Linked DNA regions of Triticum aestivum: region 2 is linked to region 1. Evidence: chromatin contacts called from public HiCAR-type data. All regions are on one chromosome and are shown on one strand. The core of a region is the stretch at or near the end of the contact, and the rest is flanking DNA. Distances in the headings are between cores, read along the strand shown. Region 1 holds the start of LOC123078844 (mitochondrial carrier protein CoAc1). Region 2 holds the start of LOC123078846 (probable cytokinin riboside 5'-monophosphate phosphoribohydrolase LOGL1).

The links. HiCAR-type assays count read pairs that join an accessible place to other places.
Region 2: a HiCAR-type map of leaf shows a contact between it and region 1, with 6 times the contacts expected there. The contact joins the promoter of LOC123078846 here to the promoter of LOC123078844 in region 1. A contact is called at or near these places in 3 of 5 Hi-C or Micro-C datasets (all in leaf) and 1 of 1 datasets of contacts at active chromatin or transcription factors (leaf).

Annotation. Positions count from the first base shown.
Region 1 is chr3D:353,777,118-353,783,427 of IWGSC CS RefSeq v2.1, reverse strand. It overlaps LOC123078844 (mitochondrial carrier protein CoAc1), which reads left to right and starts at 4,104. Exons shown (of 7, transcript XM_044501479.1): 1 at 4,104-4,598; 2 at 5,371-5,456; 3 at 5,548-5,755. The coding sequence starts at 4,431.
Region 2 is chr3D:354,160,529-354,166,838 of IWGSC CS RefSeq v2.1, reverse strand. LOC123078846 (probable cytokinin riboside 5'-monophosphate phosphoribohydrolase LOGL1) reads right to left here and starts at 3,180. Exons shown (of 7, transcript XM_044501483.1): 1 at 2,872-3,180; 2 at 2,673-2,770; 3 at 2,542-2,572; 4 at 1,648-1,747; 5 at 1,475-1,545; 6 at 1,173-1,316; 7 at 688-1,056. The coding sequence starts at 3,000. The coding sequence ends at 949. LOC123078847 (casein kinase 1-like protein 2) reads left to right here. Exons shown (of 15, transcript XM_044501485.1): 15 at 1-108.

The sequences.
Region 1 (6,310 bases), core at 2,855-5,354:
GGACCCCAAGTAGGATTCGACCTACTTGGGGCACCTCCTTGGCTGCTCCTCCCTCCCCCCACCTATATATATATATGGGAGGGGCACCACACAAAACCACAATAATTGCTTAGCCGTGTGCGGTGCCCCCTCCACAGTTTCGTCCCTCGGTCATTTTTTCGTAGTGCTTAGGCGAAGCCCTGCGGAGATAGCTTCACCCTCACGGTCACCACGCCGTCGTGCTGCCGGAACTCATCCACTACTTCGCCGTCTTGTTGGATCAAGAAGGCGAGGACCTCACCAAGCTGAACGTGTGCTGAACGCGGAGGTGCCGTATGTTCGGTACTCGATCGGTTGGATCGCGAAGAAGTTCGACTACATCAACCGCGTTACTAAATGCTTCCGCTTACAGTCTATGAGGGTACGTAGACACGCTCTCCCCTCTTGTTGTTATGCATCTCCATGGATAGATATTGCGTGTGCGTTGAAATTTTTTGTTTTCCATGCAACGTTTCCCAACACTAATCTCCTCCCTCTAATTATCCAGCGATGATTAGCTCTGGACGGCAAAGCACTGCCCGATCGTGAAGACCGTACGCTTTGCAATCAAGTAGAGAGGCCGTGCTTTCGGTCTTCCGTTCGAGGGATCGTTCATGGGCGGTTCGCGGGATCGTGATCGATGTTCGAGGGACTTCAAGTATGATCTACACTGACTCGTTTACTTCCGCTGCACTACCGGAGTTGGTAACGATCGTTGATCACAACCCGTTATGCATATTCATATTGTTCCTGGGTGTTCGTAGGGCGATATATTTTTTGTTTTCTACTACGTTTCCCAACAGCCTCTAAGGCATATTTCCAACAAAATGCTATGAGTGCGGAGACATGTTCTACTTTTCCCTTTCAGATTTTTGCAATAAGTCAGTAAACCAAATTTGTGCTAGTATTAATGATGATGCAAGTGTTTGGCACTCTCGTTTATGCCACATTAATTTTGGTTTAATGTCTCGGCTATCCAGTATGAGTCTAATTCCGAATTTCACTGTTGCCAAAGGTTCTAAGTGCCATAGTTGAGTGCAATCGAAGCAACCTCGAAAGCCTCCTACGGCTGCCGAGGATAGGAACTTGACACCTCTAGAACTCATACATTCTGATCTATGTGAGAGAAAGGTGTGTTGACAAAAGGCAAAAAGAGATATTTATAACGTTGATTGATGATGCGACTATATGCTGCTATGTTTATTTGTTGCAAACTAAAGTTGAAGCTTTAGACTACTTTAAAATCTATAAAGCTGAAGTTGAAAGTAAACTAGAGAGAAAGATCAAGCGTGTTAGGTCGGATCGTGGTGGAGAGTATTTTCCCAAAGTATTAATGAATTTTGTGAGGAACACGGTATTATTCACGAGAGGACGCCTCCCTATTCGCCCCAATCAAACGGGGTTACCGAGAGAGAAAGTCGCACATTGACTGACTTGATGAATGCCATGTTAGACACTGCTTATTTTATCTAAGGCATGGTGGGAGAGGCTTTGTTGACTTCATGTCATGTCCTGAATTATAAAGGCAAACGTTACATGTCCAGATACTCACCCTTGGTGTGTCCACTTGGGTAACAATCGAGGCAGAAGTTACCCGGGACTTCTCGGGCACAGCCACACGCAGTGGGCGCGGGTTAAATGAGATGATAAACGTCTGCCTTGCCTATCACGTCCAAATTCCTTTACATGCTACTCCCTCCGTCCGGTAAAGAGTGTACGTTTGGCTTCAAAATTTGTCCATAAAAGAGTGTACTTCTATCTTCCCAATGCACTTTAAAGTAGAAAAAAATACTTCTCTCTCATCACACGGTAATCAAGACCAATAACAATCTGCACATGGTATTCTTAATTTCTACATGCACTTAGCACATTGGGGGTTGGTTAATTAAAGAAGAGAGAGATGGTAGCTTGCGCTTTTCGAATGCATTTTTTATTTCACTTCATAATTTGTCGTAAAATCTCTAGATGTGCACTCTTCACCGGACGGAGGGAGTATTTTATATTCTGAGAGAGATGAAGGCCTATCTCTCATCCTTTTGAGGATTTCAACTCCAACATACCACTCCACATCACTGTGCAAAGGGAGCGCTTAAAGTATTGGCCTTTTAAGAGCACCTACAACCAGACTTTGCAAATCAGGCCCCTCAAACGCCCGCGGACGCGCCCGGACGCGCCCGCGTGCATTGACCAGGCACGCCTTAAATTAGCCACTTTGCATCTGCCTCTGCCAGTTTTCAACCCCTAGATCCATACAAAACGTGTAAAAGTAATCCTACGCACTACATCTACGTACTACCCTGGCTAATCTACGTACTCGCAGATGTCCACGACGACGGTGCCGGGTAGGAGGGCTTCGACTCATCCTCCTCCTGCTCGACCTCATCCATGTAGGCGAACATCTCCGCCTCCTCCGCGGTCTCTTGCGCCTCCATCTCTTGCTGATGACGGCGTCTTGCCTCCACAGCCGACTCCGTCCAGAGGGAATCGAGGATGGCCTGCCTCTTCGCCATCGCCCTCGTCCTCCTCCACCACCACCTCCTCCTCCAACTCCTCCTCCGGATCCACTTCATCCGGAGGTAGCCCCGCGGCGATCCGGGCTTAGCGCCTAGCCGGGATCTGCTCAAGGAGCTCGAGCCGGCGCTCCGGCGTCAGAAAGGGCTCGCTCCTCACCCGGCGGCATGGGGGCATGGCTACTAGGCGGAAGGGTGGAGTGGAAAGTGGCGGCGGCGGCGGACATGAGGAGAAAAATGGGGATGGATGGTAGGGTTTCGGTGCCGCCGGTCGACTTAAATAGCCGGGCAATGCACCACGCGGCCTGCTGGAGCTGCGCCACCGGTCCGACGGAGGAGACGAGTTTCGGACCGCTGGGTTTGAGGGCGTTTCCGGCCGGGACCCTTTCGTCAGTCCGACGTGGCGGGCGTGCTCGGGCGCCTAGGCGCCCCCATATCCACCCCATATTTGGGCTGGATATGGGGGTGCCGGTCAACCCGGGCGTTTGAGGGCCGTTTGAAGGGCCCGTCTGCGTCAAAAAATCGTGGATGGGCAGCCCGCCCAGGCGTATGAGGTGGGTTTGAGGGGTCCGGTTGCAGATGCTCTAGCAATTTTACGGTAGTTGTGTCATACCATTCAAAATTTTCATTAGAAGTTTTCAACTACTTGAAAAATACATCCTTCCGGTAAGCATGTGCTAAAAAGTCACTCGATACCATTACCGATCGGTCAAAGATCATTGACCAGGGTGAAGTGACCAAAATATCCCCGGACACCACTTGCCAGTGTTCCCTCCACGACTCACTGTAACATATGGGTCCTAATTTTTAAGTTTCACGTGCGGGTGAACGAATCCCCACGTCTTGTTACTTTTGGTTATAGTTTCATTCTCTGTGCTGACAACTGGGACCCACGGGTTATAGGATAGCGTTGATAAGTGTGGTTTAGGGGTATTTTGGTCACTTCAACCCGATCAATGGCCTTTGACCAAATGATAACGGTGTTGCGTGGTGTTTTTTTGCACACTTAATAGTCATTTTTGAGAAGTTGAAATTTTTAGTGGCAATTATTTAGTGCGACACAATTAGTGCCAAAATGGATAAAAACTCATTATTACCCTGCAAAAAAGTTTTACAGTTTTGCTAAAGCACATCTAGATGTTCCATAATTATTGCACATCTAAGTCCCATGTCATTAATCTTACATTGAGATTCGTGTGGATATTTTTTTCTCTTTATGCTTGATTCTAGATGTGCAATAATTAGAGCATATTTAGATGTGTCCTAGACACATCCAAAGTTTTATTACCAGATGATTCCTTTGTACTCCTTCGATGTGATCTCTTTTTGCATTGAAGTTGCACAAATCGGACATGTTTCCGCCGAACGATGGGCGGATTCTCATCTCAAAAGGGAAAAGTGCAATTTGGACTCTTCACGTGTACGACTCCTTGGACTGCACGTTTCGGAACAAGACTCGCCAGACATTTCCACGCACGGGTAGTAGGGCGCCACACGCGAACCAAAGCAGCACACCTGCTTTCCTGGCAACCGGCGTTGATATTTAAGGTTTGGCCGCGAAGATTCTCCCGCATATTACTCATCGCCCCTTCGGCCACCGCCACCACGCCACGCCCTGCACTTCTCCCCCTCCATCCTCAACATTCATTTTTATTATATTATATATCTCCAAAAAAAAGTGCAAGAGCAAACCGCAAATCGACCCCCGTGGCCGTGGGAAGCAGGTCGTCGCCTCGGTCAAATCCGGCGGCGGCGGAGGAGCCGTGGGCCGCAAGGCCGGGCTGGCCTGACCGGACCGCCGCGCGCGTGACCCGCCCGGCGGGATCCTTCGGGCCGGCGCCCCAGGAGGATATTCTTCGCGCTGGGGGTGCTTGATTTGGATGAAAGGAGCGCGCCGTCGGCATGGGTACCCCCTCGCAGGGCTCGGCTGCCGTGGCGGCGGCCCGGGTCGACCTCTGCGCGCTGGACCTCATGCCCGTCTTCGCCAAGGAGATGATTGCCGGCGGGGTCGCCGGTGCTTTCTCCAAGACCGCCATCGCGCCGCTCGAGCGCCTCAAGATATTGCTACAGGTTCGTTTCCTCCGCCCACATGGATGATAGAGATTTTGTTCATGGAGTTTTCGTGGGTATGCGGCTTTAGGCATGATATGTCAACGTCAAGATTGTTGTTAGTCGAAAGGCGATTTTGAAGCCCGTGAATGTGATAACACGCTCCTTAATATTGAGAAGGACACGCCTCTCCTAAGCCTGTGATTGAATGTGACTGGACGTCCCTCGACACGAGTCCCATGCCAATGAAACTGATTCGCAAGTGTGCCTTTGTGCATCAGTTCTGTTGACATAGAACATTAGCTCTGTGTTAGTGAAACCGATTTACATGGCACGCCTGGCAGTTGCAGACTTGCAGATGTGAGGCTGTGCTATAGGCGCTTCTACATTCTGTACCATAAGCATGCCTAGGTCTATTAACGTTGTTCCATTAAGCATGAGAGATTTTGGAGGGCTGCATTGCTGGGATATGGTCATGAGAGATTTTCTCAGCATTCTGACATCTTCTCCATGCAACTTGTGGTGCCATTTGGTGAATCCTCTTATTCATCTTTTGTAAAGAAGGCTATTCTTGATGTGAGAGGTAGCAAGTTCCACTTCCATAGGATTGATAGTGTCTGCTTCTGTTGGTCTTGTATATGCAAGATGCGGCAGTAGCTGCCAGCTGCTTCATTAGTTTTGCATGCCTAATTTGCGCGTGATACTATTTTGGGAGGTTTAGATGTTCTCATTCAAGTTATAAGTTTCTAAATGATTATGATTGCTAACACATTCTTACTTTCTGATTCTGCAGACTAGAACAAATGAGTTCAGGTCTCTCGGAGTTCTGAAATCCTTGAATAAACTGAGAAAACATGATGGCGTCTTGGGATTTTACAAGTATGTTGCAATTCAAGTCATTACTTGTATACTATTATTACAGAAGATGCATATAATATGTTTAGCTAACCATGCCTTGGTACTACTTCAGGGGAAATGGTGCCAGTGTGTTAAGAATTGTTCCTTATGCTGCATTACATTATATGGCGTATGAGCGATACAGGTGTTGGATCTTGGGTAACTGCCCTACACTTGGCACAGGACCTGTGGTAGATCTTTTAGCAGGCTCAGCATCAGGGGGGACTGCAGTCTTGTGCACTTATCCCTTGGACTTGGCTAGGACCAAGCTTGCATTCCAGGTATTGTACTGTGTGCTCACATTTTAGCAGGCTTTGTTGTTGTCGTATTACTGTGTACTCCTGTGCTTACATATTCATACTCAATCGTAGAGCACAGTCTTAGTACTGAGTATCAAATTGGTTTGATAAGGTAATAATTAATCATACAGTCAACAAAATTGTTTGCAAAAACGATCTTAAAACTGATACCCAACAAATTGGTGAAAGGCGCTTCTATAACTTTGTCCCCTCCCCCCTCTCCTGCCTCTCCCTGGACATACTTGTACACTCACACTCGGACACACACAATTCCATTCAACTCTTGTACTGCACAAACAGATATACACCCCTGAATATAGAGAGCTGGTTCATCGAGGAACTTTGAGGTGTGATTTCGCTGACATGGATGTCGGTTTGTCACGTATGTACCTTAAGTCACCAAATTTTGCTATGATGACAACAAAATAAAAATCCTTTTTCTACAGTGTTCTGGATATTTGTCTGATGATTAATTTTGTAAGAACTTCAGTATTTGATGAAACATCAGTTCATTATGTTGGAATGAGGAACCATTTT
Region 2 (6,310 bases), core at 1,931-4,430, 380 kb before region 1:
GCTTGTAGGACTTTGTCTTTGGAAACTGGAACTTGACCATGTAGAATTTTTTCGAACAAATTTGGCTGGTAACGTTTCCTGACTATTAATGTGCCTTCAAGGAACAAATGTCGTGTGGCCTTTTAGAAATATTTTCTGTAAGGTGATAAATTTATTTTAATGTCTGCCGTGCATGTTTTTGCACTTCGGTTTGATTGCAAACCCATAAGTATGCATGTTTGTTTTTTGGCCTGTTTGGGATGGAAATTTTTGTGGTTGATGTTGTTGCATGAGTTGAGATGTTCTCTTTGGAACTGTTGTATTGCAGACCCCGCCCTTCATTTAGCAACGCGGGGATGTGTCCTAATTGACCAAATTTGGTGGATAAGAACACTGAAAGCAGTGCAGGCGCAGCAGCCCAGGCAGCCGACATAGTACTGCAAGGGAACATGTACAGCCACATGTCTCAACTGGGTGCCTGCAGGTGTCAGGAAACGCATGCCTAACGGGCGGTGGGACCGTGGGAGCCATGGCCAGGGACCACATCGAGCCTATGTGGAGAGGCTGGCCATCGGGCCATGGTTGAACATGCCATTATTGACAAGATGGTTGTGAAAGGAACTTGTAGATTAATGATGTTCCGTCAGCCCGTTATTAACGTCATTCCTGGCGGTACTGATGCTAGCAAGATGCATGCACAATCATTCATTCACACCCAAGAAAACGACTGCCCGATCGGTTCACTTCACCAGAGTTCTGACGTTGGTGGTTATCAGTCAGCATTTGCTCACGCCGCTGCATTCATTCCGATACACAATCTTAGGCTTCTTCGCCAGACCAAGTCGCAGTCCAACGTACAGGGTTACATGAAAGGCAACCAACAACGGAAAACCACAACACACTACGATTATTGCAATTGCAATCCCAGTGGCCAGTTGAGCAACCAGGGACGACGACGCCTGCCACACATCAGCACGATGCCTCCTCCTCTGGCTCCGGCGCAGCTTTCCCGTAGCCCAGCTCGGTCATCTCCCAGCTCGTCCGCGACGCCACCTCCCGGTGTGAACGGGTGTATTGCTGAGCACAATCGAGAGAATCATTCAACACAATAACAATGCTGTTTGTCAACGAGGCCAGGCGTTTTAAACTCAAGGACGCGTATTAAAGTGTAGTGGGCAGTGAGGTCAGTTCACCTCCATTTTCGTCAGCAGTTCGTGGGCAGTTGGCGCCGACACGATTATCTGCCTGCAATCGGCCTTAATAAAACCTTCTGCCGCGCCCTTGTCGAACAGCGCGAGTAACGGATCATAGTACCCGTCGACGTTTAGCAAGCCAACCTGTTCAAGTCAATCATCAGTGCGCCTGGATTATTAGTTTTTTATATGAAGAGCACGGTGTCTGTAGCAGACTCTCATTTGTCAACTGCCATAGCCCACAATGCACTCATTCAAGGCTATGGCAATGTATTACTAGTACTAGGAGTCATAATACTCACTGGTTTGTCATGGATTCCGAGCTGCGACCATGTGATCATCTCTAACAACTCCTCCATTGTTCCATACCCTCCTGGTGTCCACAAAGTAATAATCATGTAAGCATTGTCAGGTTGACGCATTAGCCCATTCAAAAAGGGTCAGGGAAGAACATGTAGAATCGGGTCGTGCATACCCGGGAGAGCAATGAACGCATCGGCTTGTCGCGCCATCTCAGCTTTCCTCTCATGCATGTCAGAGACTATCTTTACTTCTCCAACACTTGCACCAGATATCTGAAACACAAGTTTTTGTGTTTCATTACGCAAAGAAATGAAATAGGCTACATATACATCATTTTCAGATTTCTCCTATCACCATCCTACAAAGTTGAGAGATGTTTGGACAGTAGCACTTCCACATCAATTCAATATATACATACTATAGGCATAATGGTGCAATTCAAACTCCACTGCTTGCGTACTTTTCTCACTCAACTTGTGACGACCGACCTCATGGCAGGCAAATTGAACACTATTATTACATCCACCGAGCGGCCAACTTTACAACTCCAAGTTGTACCGCCCAAAAGTCCAAGCTGACGGTTCATTTTTGCGTGTATGGAAATTGGAAACAGGCCTGAAACGGACGGTCGGGAATTTCAGCCCTATTCTAGTCCAATTCCTCAATGATCACATACCTATTTGTAACCCCACAAGCAAAGGTGAATCGGTCTGGACCCAACAGAAAACGGGAATCAAATGGTGAGTGGGTGACCAACAGAGATAGATAGCACTAGTATATATTTGCTAGGTGATCGCGAAAAGTCGTGAGACCGACAGGTGGGGCCAAACAAAAGGATAGGATTCAGATGGCCCATCCATCGGCAAGTGTTCCGAAATTCCGTGCCAAATTTCTAGGCAGAGAGACGAGTCGTGCGGCTACTACTTCACTGCGTAGCAGAAACTTATTTCTCTCTCTAACGAACCGATTAGGCAATTAACAATGACGTATCAATCTGTATTTCTACGCATATATACGCATAATAAGAACAATAAGAAAACCTAGAAGGAAAGAGATTGGTACGCACCTCAAGGGGCATGAGTGCTCTTGGAATCACCCTGTAAAACAATCGAACGGATAGATACATACCCCATTAGGAAGGTTGCAGAGTACTACTACTATATAAGGGACTGTAAACAGAGGCGGCCGGCGAGGTACCCGAGGACGCGGCAGCCGCCATCCAGAACCGTCTGGGCGATCAGGCCCATCAAGCCGATGCTGCCGCCGCCATAGACCAGATCGACCCCCCTCGTCACCTGCAAGGAAAGGAAATCCCACCGTGAACGTCGGATTCTGGGGCGCCCGGCCGCCCGGGAACAGGGCGCGCGCAGCCTCGGCATTCCAGCGCATTACTCACCAGCCCCTGGCCGAGCTCGAGCGCCGCGTCGCCGAACACCGCGCGATTGCCGGAGTTGCTGCCGCAGAAGACGCAGATCCTGCCGAACTTCCTCGGCGGCGCGGGCGCGGCCGCGGTGGTGTCGCCCATGGCCTGGCTTGTTTCCTCTCGGGTCCGGGGCGGGAGGATGGGGTTAAGAGCCGTCGTGGAGGAGGAGAGGAGAGGAGAGGGAGGTGTTTGGGTTCGGCTCGTTCTTCTACCCGGTGCCGTGTGTTATCTCTCGTATCGTATCTGGGGGAGAAGCTTCAAATGAAGGCGGCATTAAGGATTCTGACGCGACTGTCCTTTTATTATGTCGTGATCAATTTGGTGGGTCATTCGAGCGGCCCATGTTGCGCCAGAAGAGCCCAAGTGTCCGATGGCTTTCCTTTTGCAGTTTGACCCTCTCAATCTACGTCACATAGCAACGAAGCCCTTTTAATTGGGAAAATGGTCTATTCCAAGGTGGCGTGCTCTGTTGAAGATCACAATTCCTTACTTTCCTGGCATGTTTTTTTCCCGATGTAATTACGCACGATGTTAACATTCTGTGATAAAAAAAAGGGTGTGCACGATGACCTTGACCTTGTGCAATGACAAAAATGCCAATTCGACATTTATGGAGTAGGTTAGGTCTTTTCTCTTTTGAAAAGCACCGATTACAATGCAGGCACACACGCACACCCTCACACCAACACGCAAGAACTGGGTTGAAGTTGCGGGGTTTTAAGATTGACAAATTCGTCACGGGCGCCTCGTCATCAATGGAAACATCGCTTCTCATTGAAAGAAATAATCCGCATTAATAAAACACCAAAACGTCAATTTGGGGTTTGATCTGTCGTGGACTGAGGATATAATAGTCCTCTTAACCATCCAATCACTAGTTTGTTGACCTAATCCTATGTTAGAAAGACGTTGAGGCTTACATTAACTTTGCACTATAATTTAATCGAAGAAATTGTAGAAGACTAAACTTGTACAAGCTAGGCTAACCTCGAAGGTTTTTAAAAGCTACTCCCTCCATCCCACGATATAAGATCGTTTTTTAAATCATGTTAGCTTGAAAGATGATCTTATATTGTGGGACGAAGGGAGTACATGAAGCATACACCCTAATGCATGATAATCGAGTATTATTGAAGACATTGTGGCCATGTGTACACCTGTTCAGATTTATTGAACTGTTGTTTTGACGCCGTAGTATCTGGAAAAAAACAACAAGAGCAAGGTAGTACTAACAGTCGTGATTCTGTTATGCGATTGTACTACTTTTTTAGATACTCTCTCTCTCTCTCTCTCTCCTAAACTATGATGCATATTTGTTTTAGAACTCAATATTAGTAAGGTTGGATGGTTGGATCAAGTTCATAGGCAAAATTATGTACATTTATAATATCAAAATAAGTATCATTAGATATACCACGAAACATGTATTGTATTATATTGTATTTATTTGGTATAACTAGTGTTGATTTTCTCTCAATAAAATTGGCCAAACTTAAAAAAAATTAACTTTGAAAATACATATACACATACATTTTTTATTATCAAAAAACCGCTTTTTAGTGTTTCAACCGATGCGTGTGGAACCATGTTCCAAAAATTCCTGCCTGAGAAGCCGGACGCTTGTTGCGCCTTCGCACTAAAAAATAATGTAGAAGAAAAAGGAGTATTTGTCGAGGTTTTAGTTCAGAACAAGTATTAAAAAGTATTTTTATTCCAAAATACTTGTCATGGTTTTAGTTCACAACCAATATTTTGGTACTGATCCTAAAAAAACAATTTTTTGGAACTGACGTGGTAGAAGAAAAAAAAAGCTTAGAGAAAGCGGCAGTTCACACTGTAAAGATAAGACCCTAGACCTGTTCACGCAAAATTTGCTTTGTTTGGAAGATCTAGTTATACTATAAATGAACCCGTGGGGTGGTTGAAACAGATGCGAAAAGATTTCCTTTGCAAGATTCGAACTTTTGAACACGCCAAACAGGTGCTGTGTGCTGAACTGCTGAGCTATGTGACTACATCACCTGTCGTGGCGATGGAGTTGTGTGTGCCGAGTCTGCTTAGAGCAACTCTACCAGACCCCGGAAAAAACCCTGACCCGCAAAATAACCATCAAAATGCGGGTCGGCGCGGAAAATCCCGCCCGAACAGACGCAGCAAACGCGGTCGGCCCGTAATTTTTTTTGAGGTGCGCGGTAAAATCTCGGCCCAAACCGTGAATACGCGGGTTTCCTCCTCGCCCCTGCGGTGCCTCGTATCTCAGTGAAGCGGTTAGCGGAAGGGACATTTCAGTCCGCGCGCCTTTCCCCATCTCCTTCGCCGCCGCCCGCCTTTGGTTCCGCCCGTCTGCCGCCGGCGATTCCGGCCAAATCTGCGGGCGGAATCGCGCCGCGGGGGCGCCCCCACCCTCCAGCACCGATAAGCTGCACCGCCCCCCGATCCGGCGAGAAGAGCCGCCCCTCGTCGCTGTCGCCGCCGGGGATCGACCGCCGTCGAGCCCGCCCCTCGTTGCCGCCCGGGATCACCCGCCACACGAGCCGCCGATTAGTGTTTGTTTTGTGCTTTGTGACGAGCGGTATGCCTAGTTGATTGACGCGGCGTGTGATTCTTGTCCATGTAGAAGGAATTGAGCCCATGCGAGAAGTTCTTGCTCTCCCATTCGTCCGATTTGGACGACTCGGATGTTGAGACGATGCTTGCGACCTCTCGGCAACAGACATTAGTGATGGCACTTGCAGATGGTATATACCCTCCTTGGTGCACCTTTGTCAAGAGCATCAAAGATCCCAAAACTAGAAAACATTGTGAATTCGCAAGGGTGCAAGAGGCAGCCCGAAAAGACATTGAAAGAGCATTCGGGGTTTTGTCTAGGTTTGCCATTGTTCGTGGTCCTGCTCGTTTTTGGGACAAGAGGACCTTGAAAAATATCATGACATGCTGTGTTATCCTTCACAATATGATTCTCGAAGATTAGATACGAATGAACTTGGAGTTCTTCTACGACAATGTGGGTAGTCATGTCAAACCAGCTAGAGACCCTAACCTCATTAGAGCTTTTCTTAAGACCTACAAAGAGATTGAAAATGCAAACACCCACTTTCAACTTCAGGAGGATCTCATTGAGCACCATTGGCAAAGGGCTGGACAGTAACAAACTCAAAATTTCTATTCATTTGTATTTGTATTCGGGACAAGTTTTGTATTGCATTATTTAGTTTGCTTTGGTGATTTGAATAATTATTTTTAATCTGGATGATTGTTGTATTATGTTGGCATTGAATAATTATTTAGTTTGCTTCCGTGATTTGAATAATTATTTTGTAGTGTGGATGTTTGTTTTATTTTTGTGCTATGGATTTGATATTTGTGGGCTGGTGGGATGCGGGATGCAGTGGCGCAAGAGCAGACCCCGCAA